2 separate regions of the Danio rerio genome follow, and region 1 is linked to region 2. Evidence: chromatin contacts called from public Micro-C data. All regions are on one chromosome and are shown on one strand. Each heading gives the region's core, a stretch centred on a gene start, on an enhancer-like site or on the middle of the called end of the contact. The rest is flanking DNA. Distances are from core to core; before and after follow the strand shown.

Region 1 (7,644 bases), core at 1,035-3,534, 85 kb before region 2:
GAATCAAGGCTATTTCCATTTCAATAATAAATATACAATTAAAAACAACAAATAAATAAATACATAAATTAAATAAGATTTTGTTGTTGTGTTAATACAGGATAAAAATTCAACAATTTTTCTTGGTGTGATTTTTAATAATGTCCTTAAGAGTATTCATTTTAATAAAAAAGCCTTCTGGAATAGTTAAAAGCAGGACAGTCTAGTACAATGTGTTTTACAGTAGGGGGAATTGTGCAGTACAAACATTAAGTGGGGTCTTCGTCTTTAAGCAAAAATGAACGGGTTAATCTTGTATGTCTAATATGACATCTGTTAAAAATTCCTTGATCAAATCTAGTCTTATAATCTCTTAAAACTTTGTTTGAGATTTTGAGTTGTATTTTATACAGTTTATTATTTTCCAATGCATCCCACTCCTCTTGCCACTTATTTAAAATGTACCCAAAACCTAAAAAGTCATCCTTTGCTTATCCACAAGTGGTTCCAGACCTTAATGAGTTTTTCTTTTGAAGACTTAATAATATATTCTGAAGAATGTTGAATGAACATTAGCCACTGACACCTCTAACTTAGTAGAATGAAAACAATAACAACAACAACAACAATAATAATAGTAATAATAATACAGTGCAAGTTAATGGCTATAAGCTTCTGTCATTCCTCCAAGTACATTATTACGTTAAGAGAAAAAATCTACGTTAGGAATTGATTTGTAGAGAATGCAGTTCCTATCTTCAGTTCTGTATTGATAGAGGCTTACATGTTTGTAGTATTTTACATTTAGTATGAAGATAAGTCACATTTGAATAGATTGCCGTTGACAGAAAGAAGAGGAGCCGTTGTGTTTAGTAGTGTTATTTATATATTTATGTATTGTTAATTATTATATTTAGCAAATACAGTTATGGTTGTAAAATAATTGTGTAAAATTGTAAAAGGCTGCATTTCAAGGTGTAAAAACTGAAAATAAAATATTAACGCGTTAGAACTGGTGGATGGTGAGCAAATGACGTTATTTAAGTTCTATGATGGAGTTATGTGACTCGATACTACTCAAACACAAACTGCTACACGCTCATTGCTATCACTATGTAAAATCAGAAAGCTCAGTATTGAGTGCATGAGTATAAGGAAAGTTCATTAATAAAAAGCTAACGTTGGGTGTATAGCGCAAACAGGTTAATACCTTCTCCAAGCGTCCAACGAAGCAGACTGGTCGACTGATATACTGAGACAGCATCGACGTGTTGATCCGGGTTTTCGGAGACTCATAAACGCCTGTCATTGTGGATGTTTATGAAAAAACTACAGCTGAAAAAAACACGCAAAAAGACTAGACGCCAAGCAGTCGAGTCAAACACCAGAACCGCGGGAAAACTTAAGGCAAGTGACGTATTGCAGAATGACAACATTTCCGTTGCGTCAGGAAACAACGTTGAGAAACAAATAGCTGTGTAACTGTAGTTCCTTGTCAGAACTCTTTCTGGATTTTTTTTTTACAGATTTTTTTTTACAGCTGTGATGAACACAGAGCCAGGAGTTGGAAACAATGCCAAACAGCATATCTGTATATATATATATATATATATATATATATATATATATATATATATATATATATATATATATATATATATATATATATATATATATATATATATATATATATATATATATATATATATATATTGTATATATATATATATTGTATATATATATATATATATATATATATATATATATATATATATATATATATATATATATATATGTGTGTGTGTGTGTGTGTGTGTGTGTGTGTGTGTGTGTGTGTGTGTGTGTGTGTGTGTGTGTGTGTGTGTGTGTGTGTGTGTGTGTGTGTGAATAAAATGATATGTTAAATAATACTATATTGAATAATATTATATATTATTTTTATTTAATTATTATTATTATTATTATTTACGACTACTCCTACTTACTGTGTTTACTATGTTTTTTTTATTATATATAATTTATGTATGTATGTTCTTTTTTTAATGTAAACCTTCAAAATGCTTTGGCAATGCATTTGTAACAATTGTGATGCCAATAAAGCAATTATTAAATTAAGAAAGAGAGAGAAATGTGGTATTAAAATTTGTGTCTAGAAACCTAAAATATAATTGTTATTACATTACCTGTAACAAGTTTGAGAGGTACTATTTTTTTCTTCTAAAGCAATTTTCGGACTCTATTCGTTTGGTTTCCACACGGAGCTAAAAAGTTGACGGACACGACGTTGGAAGGATTGGTAAACAAAACTTCAGTCGAGTAGCGTTAACTCGATATTTACCTGAATCAAGCTGACATATTATTCACATGTGATTATTAGTAAGACAGCATTTAATTCAAATACGTTGTTGTATGGTTGTTTACAATATTTCAGCAAGAATGTTGTAACGTGATAGGAAGAGCAGCGCGTGACTGTTTCAAAACTAATGCTTGGTAACTTGCTCGACTCTTGAGTTGTCAAGGATAAACGAAACAAAAGCCAGGTTTCATTGACCTAACTCTGTTACTTTTATATAACCGCCTATAAATAGAAACTTACATCTGTTGCGCATCACGTGTGTTTTTGAGGAGTGATTCTGACTTTTTAATGACAGATAAACAAAATGTTTAAGTTTTTCGGATTCAAGAATGACGCTGCCAAAAAATCTTCTGAGAGAGAATCTGATGGATTTGTCATTATTGGTGAGTTATTTTATCATTTTATTTGACTACTCTCTGTTGTTTCATTTTTATTCTTTAAGTATTCTTTGTGTACTACAAAAGTGAAAACACTTAAATCATAGAGAAAATATGTCTGTATATCAAAACAACTACAGAAGGGTGTTTAAGGAAACCAAACAGGCCTATGCAAAGTACAGTTGAAGTCAGAATTATTATACCCCCTGTTTATTTTTTTCGTCTTTTTTTTTCAACAAGATTTTTTTCCAACATTTTTAAACGTTATAGTTTTAATAACTCATTTCTTTTATTATTATTTAGGAAATCAATTAACTAGTAAATCAGTCAGTCTACTGTCTACTGTGCCTGTCAGTAAAACTGTCTGTCAGTCAGTAAATGAAGTCTGTTTGTTTATCTTATCTGATATGATTTCAATCTCCTTTAAGATCTGGCAACATTTTTTTTTTTCATTCTTTATCTATCTACTCTGATTTGTGTAGGCTCATATATATATATATATATTAGGGAATACACACACACACACACACACACACACACACACACACACACACACACACACAGTTAAAGTGAGAAATATTAGCCCCCTTAATTATTAGCCCTCCTGTTTATTTTTTTCCATAATTTCTGTTTAATGTAGAGAAGATTTTTAACTAAATTCTAAACATAATAGTTTTATTAACTAATTTCTAAATATTTTATCTTTTGCCATGATGACAGTTAATAATATTTGACTAGATATTTTTCAAGACACTTCTATACAGCTTAAAGTGACATTTAAAGGCTTAACTAGGTTAATTAGGTTAACTAGGTTGGTTAGGGTAATTAGGCAAGCTATTGTATAACGATTGTTTGTTCTGTAGACTATCGAAAAATATATATAGTTTTAAGGGGCTAATCTTTTTAACCTTAAAATGGTTTTAGAAATTAAAAACTGCTTTTATTCTAGCTTAAATAAAACAAAAAGATTTTCTCCAGAAGAAAAAAATATTATCAGAAATAGTGTGAAAATGTCCTTGCTCTGTTAAACATAATTTGGGAAATATTTAAATAAGAAAAAAAAATCAAAGGTAAGCTAATAATTCTGATTTCAACTGTTTATGCAAAGTTATTTTATTTAATTGTATTTTAGAACACTGATAAACATGTAAGTGAATTTTGGTTTAGAGTCAAATATGGTAAAATGATTATTGATTCTATAAACCGATGATTTATTGTACTCTTATAAAATATATTAATTAAAAACTGACTGTTTGTGTTAAAAACATCTGCATTTACATTTATTACACAGCTTTTAAATTTGGAATCCAGATAGACATGATGTAACAAGGCAGGCTATTAAATACATTTTTAGTGCTCAAATCTATCATAATAAAAAGACTCAAATATATAACAATACAAATCACTTATTAAAGGGCACCTATTGTACCATTTTTTTTTGTCTCCAGAATGTGTCTGTAAAATTTCAGTTCAAAACACCCATGAGATTATTTATTATAGCTTTAACATTTTTTTGATTTTCTGCTTTGAACACTATGTCGCTGCTTTTGTGGGCTGTGTCCATTGTTCTCACGTGCCTGTCAGAGTTTGCCTCAATCTCCACCTCGGCTGCATCAAATAAATAGAGAAACGGTGACATACATGAAGGAAGCAGATCTCACGTAATGTTTGTGAGACATACGACAGTTAGAACATAACCAATGATTATTTGATGTATTTGTTGTGGAGTTAATTCAAGCCTTTCTGCGACTATGCGTCACACAAAATGTCGGTACAGACACACACACACACACACACACACACACACACACACAAAGCGGACACACACACGCAGCGTACGCGTTTAACTTTGCACTGTTTTTGAGACATGTTAATACACGGCTGTCAATCAATTTGATTGGCAGGGAAACCACAATCCTACATCACATTGCAGTGTGCCTCAAAAAGGGAGGGATTTGGATCCCATTTTTAAGTCAGGAAATTTAAAAAATCAAATCAGCTTTCAAAAGATGATTTTCATCATTGGTTCCCCTTTAAAACATATTAACACAGAGTTAAACCAGCACTCCACCAAGAATACTTTTATTTGCATTTTCTTTTTTTTCACAGACCTTTTTCTAATGTTTGTAGATAATTACTATGCAAGGTGATATTCTGATCACATTTTGCCCCAAGACATTCATAAAAGTTCGAAGCTACATCATTTTTAATAATTTATTTTCTATTCAATCATTAAGACATGTTTTTTCACAATGACTGGAAGTTAAAATGCTTTATTTTCAAGTGTGCATAATTATTAAGTAAATTACCTTTAATAGTTAAAATAGCCCAAAAACAAAATGTAATTAAAAAGCCAAAACTTAATAAATGCTCATTGAGAAACATGCAGTACTATTGAAATTGACAAGAAGTGCCCATTTTAGTAACTTGGCAACAAACAATCTTCTTCATTTTATCATCTTCTTTATTTAGTCCACAAATAAACAAATAACAGGTTGAGAATTACATGTGTAATTATGTTGAAAAATGTACCTCTACTCCTACCCTGAAATGTTGAGTGGAGGTCACTTTCGTATTTTTTATAATTTGACATTGTACTTTTGGAGACTCCGAGCAGGCTGCAGTTCTGGAAAATGGTGGCATTGGACTCTAAGAGTTCCTGACAATTTAAAGGGGACCTATTATGCCCCTTTTTACAAGATGTAAAATGTGTCTCTAGAGTGTGTATGTGAAGTTTCAACTTAAAATATCACATAAATAATGTTTTATAACACTTTGAAATTGACGCTTTTAGGCTTTGATTCGAATTGTGCCATTTCGGTGACTGTCACTTTTATTTCAAATGAGATTTTGCTCCCAGCTCACTTTTCAAAAGAGGGCGGAACTACAAATGCCTATGTGTCAGCATAGTGGCAGATTCAAAAACAATGTCCTATACTACTGAGGGTGATTTCATTACCGATGGGTGGGGCTTTTCCCCTCTGATGACATGTACAAAAGGAAAATGTCAATCAATGTGTTTCTGCAGACTGTGCAAATGTGATTAGAAAAAAACTAATTTAATACATTTTGTACTTTTTAGAGGCTGGTTATATTCACAGACCATTTTCAAAGTGTTTAAACCCCTTAAAAAGGGATTTTTGCATAATAGGTTAAATTCATACTTTAAATTCTTTTCAACATATTTTTCTTTGTCGTCTCGCTGCCCCAGTTTACATTTCCTGTCCAGTGTTTACACCAGTGGTCACCAAACTGCTCCTCGAGGGCCGATGTCCAGCAGATTTTAGCTCCAACCCTAATCAAAGACACCTGTCTTACTAGGTATACTAGTAACTAGTAAACATCCAGGCATGTGTGTTGAGGCAAGTTGGAACAAAACCCTGCAGGGACACCGGCCCTCCAGGACCGAGATTGGTGACCCCTGGTTTACACCTTAAATTAGCATTTTCTATTTTATTACCACTTTTGGGGCCATTTTACCTGTAAAAGGAATTAGGGCTACACAATATATTGGCTCAGCATCGATATCGCAATGTGATCATTTGCAAATTGCTATAGTCACATCGTGAGTATACGCAATGTTGAGTCAAGATTATAGTTTATTAAAGGGCACCTATCCTAAAAGGATTCAGACAAGAAATTGTACCATTTGTAAGAGCATTTTTTTTTTAAATTTGAATTCTGTATGATGAAGACTATGCAGTATTATTGTACATGTGATTATTCAATTACTGCTCCAGAATGTGGTTAGACTCCTCAGAAAACCATAAAACACTGTTGATTTCATTTGTATATTTTTCTCTATTGCATTTATCAATGATCAAAGGTTGTTTTTTTTTATATTTTATGCATGATTTATTTTCCTACAGAATCATCTTGTAATATTGAAGTCATCTGGTGAAATTGTATTGATATCACAATATATACCGCAGTACAATTAAATATTGAAACATTGTGCAGGCCTAAAAGGAAAAATACAAACATTTATCACATTCTTGTTCATAATTATACTTTGCCTTTTGCTGCATGCTAAATTAAAAAGTAGTTATTTAGATTTTTGTGGTTTGAAATTGGTACAGTGTAGCTGAAAGAAAAAATAGATTCAAAATACAATGTAACATAATAATCATGCACGCACTGTACAAATCAAGTATAATAATGGAAAATTAAAACTGAACTGAGCATTCAAACAGTGTTTCATAATGTTTAAATGCTGATTCACTGAGAAAGAGAAGAGAAAGGGTTTTAGTAAACTTTTCTATTATTTATATATTATATCAAATGGCTTTGGAAGACTCTCCTTATAATTAACTGCATTCTTACTGCCTACTGCACACAGTATTTTTGTGATCCTTTTTTTAAGAAATGCATGATTGTAAAGCAAGTTAAGAGTAAATAGGAACAGTTAAATCCTGATTGCTTTATGATGATTTACCTCAAGAGGGCAGTATATTTCCTTCCTTGCAGTGTGAAGACTGGCGTTGTCAATGGAAAAAGTTCTTTTCAAGCATTACTGTTTTCTTCTTAATATTTAGTAATAAGGACATAGATTTTAAGTTCTTTGTACCTCTATAGACGCCCATTCCCTGTACCTGGAGTGAAAACTGATGGCCAGGGGTCAGAGTTAGTCAAATGCCATGAATTAATATCCTTGAAAGTGGATACAATAATATTACACGCATTCTCCTTTGGTTGCGCTAGTCACAGCTATAATGTTTTATGTTTTCAGCTTGTCATGTTATCATATATTTGCACTTCTGGCAGACAGAAACCATTTAATCAGAATTAAAACTTTATTAGAGGGAATGTAGGTCAAAGGGAAAGCGGGATCCTACGCTTCATGAAGCTAAGGATATGTTGACTGAGGGCTTGAGCCAGATTTGAATAGCTCAAACCATGTGCCCATGTAGTTTGAGGAAATATTGGAAAGCA
Region 2 (7,735 bases), core at 4,018-6,517:
TCAGCTTTCTCTAGAATATATATTTCTTCTTTTTCACAAGGTACACAAACACATATAGGCCATACGTATTGCTCAACAATGAGCCTTTAAAATACTTATTACAAACAATGTCTTGCAGCTTAACAGAGCTCTTGAGATCCCACATATTTTATTTTTTGTGCATTTATTAACAGTTTTGCTTAATTTGTTTATTTTGTTTTTATCAATCGATTATCTCGCTAAATATTAAATACTGAACTGTGACTGGTCTTTGCTTGCATACACCACAAATGTATTTATTTAATAAAGCATGCAATAAAAGTGTTAAAATGCTATTTGAATATTTAAAGGTGCATATGTAAGTTTGACACCCAGTGGTTAAACTAGGTATTGCACTCCTGGTCCAAAACACACGGGTCGCCAGATTGAAACCAACAGCAGTGTGCCTGACTATTGAGCCTAAAGGCTGATTTAAACCGTGTTCTAAATAAAAGCAACAGCACGCGATAGGAGTATTTTCCATATTAAAAGGAGTTTTTTTTTTTTTTCTGACCAACACCTCAAACTTATTTTTAAAATGGCTTCTATTTCATGCATCTAAACAACAGAAAACTGACAATGATCACCTCAAATTCACCTTAGAGCTGCACAATTAATCAAAAAAAGATTGCAATCTCTATTCAATCCCCTAGACGATCTTAATCCAGCATTTCTACGATTCTGTCAATCATATTTTCACGTTCAGGAGAGAAGAAAAGGCGGCTGCATGAGTCTTTTCATTGTTTCACATACATTGCTCGGTGACATGGACACCTCTAAATGATGTTGAATGAGTCACATACTGTACCTATAAGGTATAATTCATCTACAAATGTCAGTGAGCTGTTACCACAAAGTTGAAGCACTCTACTTATTGATAAACGCGCGCGCGTCTACTTAAGTGAACAGAAGCTGCATATATTGTGAGTAACGGGTAATACAGTATTAAATAATGTTCAGTTTGTGGCACAGAGTGATCGTTTGGGAGCCGCGTGGGAAGTATGAACAAGCACTTATCAGTCAAAATGAAATGGAAAGTGTGCACTTCATTTAAATTATCATATCGCGTTTTAGAGTTTTGATTACAACAAGCATTTGACATGTTTTTTTTTTTTTCATAGTGAACAGAGTTGTGCATGAAAATAAATGTTTACAGTGTCAGTATTACTACTCTAGCCTATATATTGTTGAATATAATCTGATAATGACAAATGTCTGATTCTACCAGTGAATAAAATTGTCTAATAATGTTGTCAATGACAGATTGCAAGCATATGTCTCAAACATAATAATTCAACATCAGAATTATTATAAGTAGAAAATAATTATTCATAGAAACCAGTAGACCTACATATAATATTATTATCGATGCTGTGCCATATGTTTGTTTTTACCATAGCTTTATTTTACATCTACAGAATCGTGAGAAAATCTTAATCTTTATTTTAAGCAAAAAAATTTCGATTCTCATTTTAGCCAGAATCGTGCAGTTTAAATGCCATTTGACATGACATTTATTACCATACTACTAAAAACAGCAGTAGATAGTTTACCTCAGATCTTAAAAATAAATAAAACCGTTTGAAATTAAACTTTAGAACTGTGACTCAGTCCAAGCTAACACATATCAGTGATTCACTTTGTACACATAATACATTTTAAAGAGGTTTAATATTTATTAATTAGATTATAAACCCTACGATTTTGTTGGAGTGCAGTGAGTGCACATATACTGTAATATGTGCTGTATTTAAATTCTTTCATCTGGTGCAAACAGCCCAATTGCTTATCACTGCAAATCTTTTCACATAGCGTGCTGTTAGGACACAGGGTTACAATGTAACCTGCACACCTAATGTTTATGTTTGCAATATTTATATTATTTGCTATTTAACAACCATCTCATGTGAAACTCTGTGTCTACTTTCCTCCGGAGGTCACATTTTCGATCACAGACGCATACTTTGACAGCCTTCCCAACTGAATAAATCAAATACGCTGTTTTCCACAAAAACAACCCAGGGTGCTGAAAATAATTGGCTAAATTTTCATTGGGGGTTAAAAAAGCAAAATTAAAAACAGCTGTTACAGAACGTAACACACATTTTCGAAGTAGAATATCTGACTTCAGCATTGTTTTTCAATTAAACAAGAATGTTCCCTTAGCATGTTTCCTAAATATCTGCAAATATATTATGGTATTTTAATGCTTTAGAAGAGTCAAAAACTTACATACAGCACCTTTGCATAAGTATATTTTTCTTTTTTTTTTTTTGTATTTTAGAATGTAAATTATTCCTACGATACCAGTGCTGAATTGTATCTTCATTACTCAGTCGTCAGTGTCACATGGTTCTTCAGAAATCATTCTAATAGTTTAATTTTTACGGTTCAAGAAATATACATTTTTATAATCAATGTTAAAAGTCATTCTGCTGCTTAATGGTTTTAAAGGAAATCAATTTTTTTTTTCTGTTTTCTTTAATGGCTGAAAACTTCAGAAACAGTATTTGAAATAGAAATCTTTTGTAACATTATAAATCGTCACTTTGGAACTATAAGGTTCTATGTGTCTAGGTGTTCTGAATGATTTTGAGATGTTGAGCTTCAAAGTTTTTGCATTCCATATAGCAAACTGTATGTGTGTAACATTTGTTTTTTTAAATAAAAAGTAAACAACTTAAAATGTAAACAACTTATAAAAATCATCTCATAATGTAAATAAGTTGTCATTTAAAAAGAATATGTCAATAACTCAATTTTAACAACAATGTCAGATAGCACCGTATAATTCTTTGGTGACGATTCTTTGGTCAATTTTTTTAAATATGGAAGTCACAATTATGTCACAATGTCTATATAGAGAACATAGGTTGTAATAATTTTTTTATTTGATAGCATATGTTTAGCTCTTACACCACTGAATATCAACCGTAATTTCTAGCAGGCTGTTATTGCTGTTATTCTTGAAGTGCAAAATGTGCCATTACACTGGCAGCTTTTAAAATAAAAAAAGGAAGATAATGAGCAGTTTATTTCCAGACTTCTTTTGCATAATAAGCTACTAATCATACTGGGTTGCGACTTTTGGCCTCATTCATGTGCTCTTAGTTCACATTATACAGTATGTGTGTGGGCTGACTAAATATCACATACCTGGGTGCAAACATCACATCCAAGTGTGCTTGCAGATATTCCTGTGGTAATTGAATATCATTATTTCAAAGGAATGTAGTTGTCGGTTTTTGAGGAACGTTGGGCATGAACAATGCAGGCTTTGTGATCTCGGTGTGAAATAGTGGGTCTGGAGGAGGATGCGTGGGATTGTGATTTATTTATTAATTGTATGTTTACTTATAGTATTACCAGTATTTGAAGTTTTGTCTCTTAGAAATGCTCACTCGACAAAAAAAAGAGTTCCATCTATAATAAAAAAATAACATCCTCATCTTGCACAACCTAATAGCTTCACTATTATAGTAAAAGAGTTGCTAAAATTGCAAATGCTCAACTATTATGATTTATTCACAGAAAATGAAAGTATTAATTGGAAAAATATCAAAATGCAACCATTATCTTGCAGTCTGGAGACATGCATTGCTACAGGAACAGGAACTGAGTTTGTTAGGTTTCAAGTGATTAAACAGCAAGCACAAACTCTGCAAAAGTGCAACTTTTTCTGGCATGCTTGGTGTCTGAGTTCACTCAACTCATTTTCATGAGTGTGGATGGCAACATCAACAGCCTGAAATATCAAGACATTTGTGCTGCCCATTACATTACAAACCACAGGGGAGGGCAAATTCTTCAGCTGGATAGCGCCCCTTCTCATACTTCAGCCTCCACATTAAAGTTTCTGAAAGCACAGAAGGTCAAGGTGCCCAGTCACCAGACATGAATATTATTGAGCATATCTGGGTTAAGATGAAAGCAGAGGCATCTAAGATAAACCCGTATAATTTTGATGAACTCTGGGAGTCCTGCAAGAACACTTTCTTTGCCATTCCAGATGACTTAATTATTAAGTTATTAAAGTCATTGCAGAGATGTATGGATTCAGTCCTCCAGGCTCATGAGACATACACAATATACATTTTTCCACTGCACCATGACTTTATATTCTATACTGTACGTTATGTCTGTTAAATGACAAGACTTTTGTCTAAGCAAAGTCAGACCTTACTGTCCTAATTAAATTATATATATATATATATATATATATATATATATATATATATATATATATATATATATATATATATATATATATATATATATATATATATATATATATATATATATATACATATATACATACATACATACATACATACATACATATATACATATATATATACAGTATACACACATACATATATATATATATTTGTTTTGCTGTCATATACTAGAATTTGTTCATGTTTGGTACAGTTTTATTTGCAGTGAATAGTTGAACTGAACTATTATGCCTCATGTGTTTCATCAACAGTTTTATTCATCACTAAGATATGATTGACTTGGATTTAAGTTGCTTTGATTTAAATTATGAAAATCGAAAAAATAGCTTAAATGTAGGTACGCTACTTTTTCCAAGTAGCTTTTAGTTTAGCCTGCTACATTTCCCAGATGGTAACTTATAGTGTAGTTAAGCGACATTTTAAATAGAGTAGCTAATAGCTTAGCTCACTACATTTTTCAAGTAGCAGCCCAACACTAGCGATTTGTATGGTGAAACAGAGGCTTTCAGTGCTATCAGGCTAATGTTAGCATTTTCCAAGAAATCCTATTGCTCCATTACCCTCTTTCATTTTATTAAATTATTTATTGATTTTTTTTTATTATTCAATTTTTTATATCTGAATACCCTTAGACTGCCCTAGAAAACTATAATGCACTTTTTATTTCATTTTGATCTTTGTTTTAAAATGTTTATCCATGCTTGTAATTTTTTACGTTTTATGCAGATTCACTCCCCTACAAAATCCTCCCAAACAATCTAAATTAATGTTTTTTTTTTTCCAACTAGAGTTATTCAAGTCCTCTGAAACAGTATTCATCCTACAACATTTATTCAAAATATTGAGATTTTTCCAATATCGTGCAGTTAGTCTCGATAACGCCAGCTCGCACAGCTATTATATCAAGTACTATTCCCCGTGCACCAAAAAACAATGTGCGTTTTGTGTTGCAGACTCCTGGATGTTGGAGTGACGAGAGTGAAGAGAAAAGGAGCACACACCAGCGCTCAGCGTCCTGGGGCAGCTCTGACCATCTTAAAGAGGTACACAAACACACACACAAATACACACACTTCCACCAACAGCACAAAACACTCCCTTTTAACAGTGAAACACTATACGAAGTGTGTCTTGCGCACACAGCTGTGTAGTTTTTCCCCTTGGGTTTGGAGAACAAGAAAGTGCAATCACACTAACAGCTATTAACAGAGCTCTCACTGTCCTGAAAGTGATGAGCGCTGCACTTCTGCTTTTGCGATGATCTCATCCTGTGTGGCTTGCAATGTAGCCGCTCGTACTGGGGGAGGGAGGCGGTAGAAATAAAACCCCCGTAACCTAGCTCTGCACGAGGCTGCCAGTCACGACGACCCATCCGTCTCCTCCTGCACTAGCTGCTATATATAACTTCCTGTGTGGCTTCAGACTTCCTGCGCTGAGCGGAGTGTTATTGCTAGTGCTAGCCGCAGCAGAGTCAGCCTTATCACGGGTGCTCAGCTCCACCCTGACGATTCAGGGAACGGTGAGATAAGACTATATCTCCCTCTTTTTAACAATCAACTTCCCCTCTCTGCAACAACCATTATCCCCCTCCGCCCAAATTTATGGTTTTTCCATCGCCTCCAAGCTTCTGGAACAATGGAGATTCAAAGCAAGTTGTGTGTGGAGAGTCATGTCATGTGCGTCCTTTCACACTGAAGTCACATTCTTATCAGTTGGACGTTATATGTTGATGGAGAGTGCTGATCGTTGATGTGTAAAATCGTGTTTGATTTATGATGGCGGCCTGGTAGGTGTTGCTTGCTCTTCTTAGGTTTGACACAAACACAGTGCAGGTGCAATACTTCATTTCCTGTGCAAATCATCAAATTAAAGTGTGGCTCCTCAGATGTGCTTTCTGTCAGATTACACCAGAAAAACTTATATCGGTGTAATGATTCTTTAAACTAACAATTTTGATTTCATGATACAAGAAGACGTTATAGTGGCAGAGAGCGCTTAACATGCTGCAATTCAAGAAAACACATGCAATTACAAAAAAACGGCAGCAAATAGAGAAAATATATTCATCAGTTTGACAGCACAGGTGCTGCAAATCCTCACAACACAAACACTTTAAAAAACACGCTACATTTTTACACAACGCAAACGAATGAATAAAAAGTGTTGCATTTCTCACAATGCCAACAAAACACGGTAAAGCAAGACAAAGGAAATGCGTTGTAATGTCACTAAACAAGATTCCGCAACAATATGTGTGTTTGTGCTGTATAGTCCATGTAATCACATCATGAGCGACTTTAGCCGAGTCTGCGTGTGTATGTGTAATCACCGGAACTAGGAGCGTGTGTGTGTAAACGGTGCATGACTGGGTTTTGTAGTCCATGAAATGGTGGTAGTCCTTTGGCGATCTGCAGCCGCTATATCGCTGGTGATCATAGCACATGGCACAGTGGCGTCCAGGGCTTGACATTAAATTTTTTTTATCACTAGCTACTGTGGCTAGTAGATTTCCAACATCACTAGTCACTCGCCATTTTTACTAGCCATAATTTTGTTGTTGGAGAAAATATATTTTATATGCATAAATTTGACATTGGCATGTTAAAATTACTTAATTTACATTGTGTTATGTCTACATGCCACATTTTATTTTTATTTTACATTACTTTTTAGTGCTCAACACTAAGGACTTACCATTTTTCTTCTCTGACCAGACCAAACTAGTTATTTCCTGCCACAATTTTTTTTTTAAAAAGTGTCAAAACAAGCAAAAAGTATCTGTGTACACTACATACACTTTTTATTAACAACAGTGTTCTTAAAAAACAGTTGAATGAAAGGATGACCACATGCACATGGTTAACATTAGGCACAATATTTATCTATTTAAATATTGGTAAAAGCAAAAGTGGCTACAGCTGCTACCTATAAAAATTCTGGAGATCTCTTGAAAGCAGCAGGACAGTGGGTGCGCAAGCACTGCTTTTTCCCAATCTATTTCAAAGAGAAATGATCGCACCAGTTGCATTTCCAGGCACAGTTTTTTTGCGCAAAGAAACGGGAGCTTTTGAGCACTTGGTGCATCACATCAGCTGTGCCTCACTCACAACATCAGTGAGCGAGGATTGCCTATTCACGTCACTGTGCACCTGATCATCCTCTTATTCTGTATTTACCTGCTTTCTTTTGCTCACGCAAACAGTTATCAATAGTTCTGCTTCTCAATTCTAAGGGCACATTTGCAAGTATATTGACAAACGGTCTAAAACTAAAATTCTAATCTTTAGTGATGAGCCAGCACTGGCAATTTAAAAATGATATTCAACTAGCCAAGGTGGCTAGTGGAGGTGTTAATGTCAAGCCCTGGCGGCATCTGTCATGTTTTAGGGTCCCCTTAAAACAAACAGCACTGCATTAATGAAGACTACTCTAACTATGTATCCTACAGAGGCAAAATGAACAAATCTCTAACAACAATA

The links. Hi-C and Micro-C count contacts between places; a contact is called where the count stands out from the background.
Region 1: a contact with region 2 is called in a Micro-C map of caudal fin, with 8 times the contacts expected there. The contact joins the promoter of umad1 here to the enhancer-like site in region 2. A contact is called at or near these places in 4 of 18 Hi-C or Micro-C datasets (caudal fin, hematopoietic stem cells, skeletal muscle and 1 more) and 1 of 4 datasets of contacts at active chromatin or transcription factors (caudal fin).

What each region holds. Positions count from the first base shown.
Region 1 is chr19:27,871,519-27,879,162 of GRCz12tu, reverse strand. umad1 (UBAP1-MVB12-associated (UMA) domain containing 1) reads left to right here and starts at 2,284. Exons shown (of 3, transcript NM_001128373.1): 1 at 2,284-2,718. The coding sequence starts at 2,640. It overlaps rpa3 (replication protein A3), which reads right to left and starts at 1,350. Exons shown (of 4, transcript NM_200227.1): 1 at 1,190-1,350. The coding sequence starts at 1,288.
Region 2 is chr19:27,789,418-27,797,152 of GRCz12tu, reverse strand. glcci1a (glucocorticoid induced 1a) reads left to right here. Exons shown (of 8, transcript NM_001079950.1): 3 at 5,210-5,299. Among named protein-coding and RNA genes, the nearest start is that of glcci1a, 46 kb to the left of the region's middle. Within about 2 kb of position 5,267, at least 44 of the 62 cell types and tissues checked have an H3K27ac peak or open chromatin away from gene starts, as enhancers often do. A contact at or near this core is called in caudal fin, hematopoietic stem cells and skeletal muscle, where this site is marked.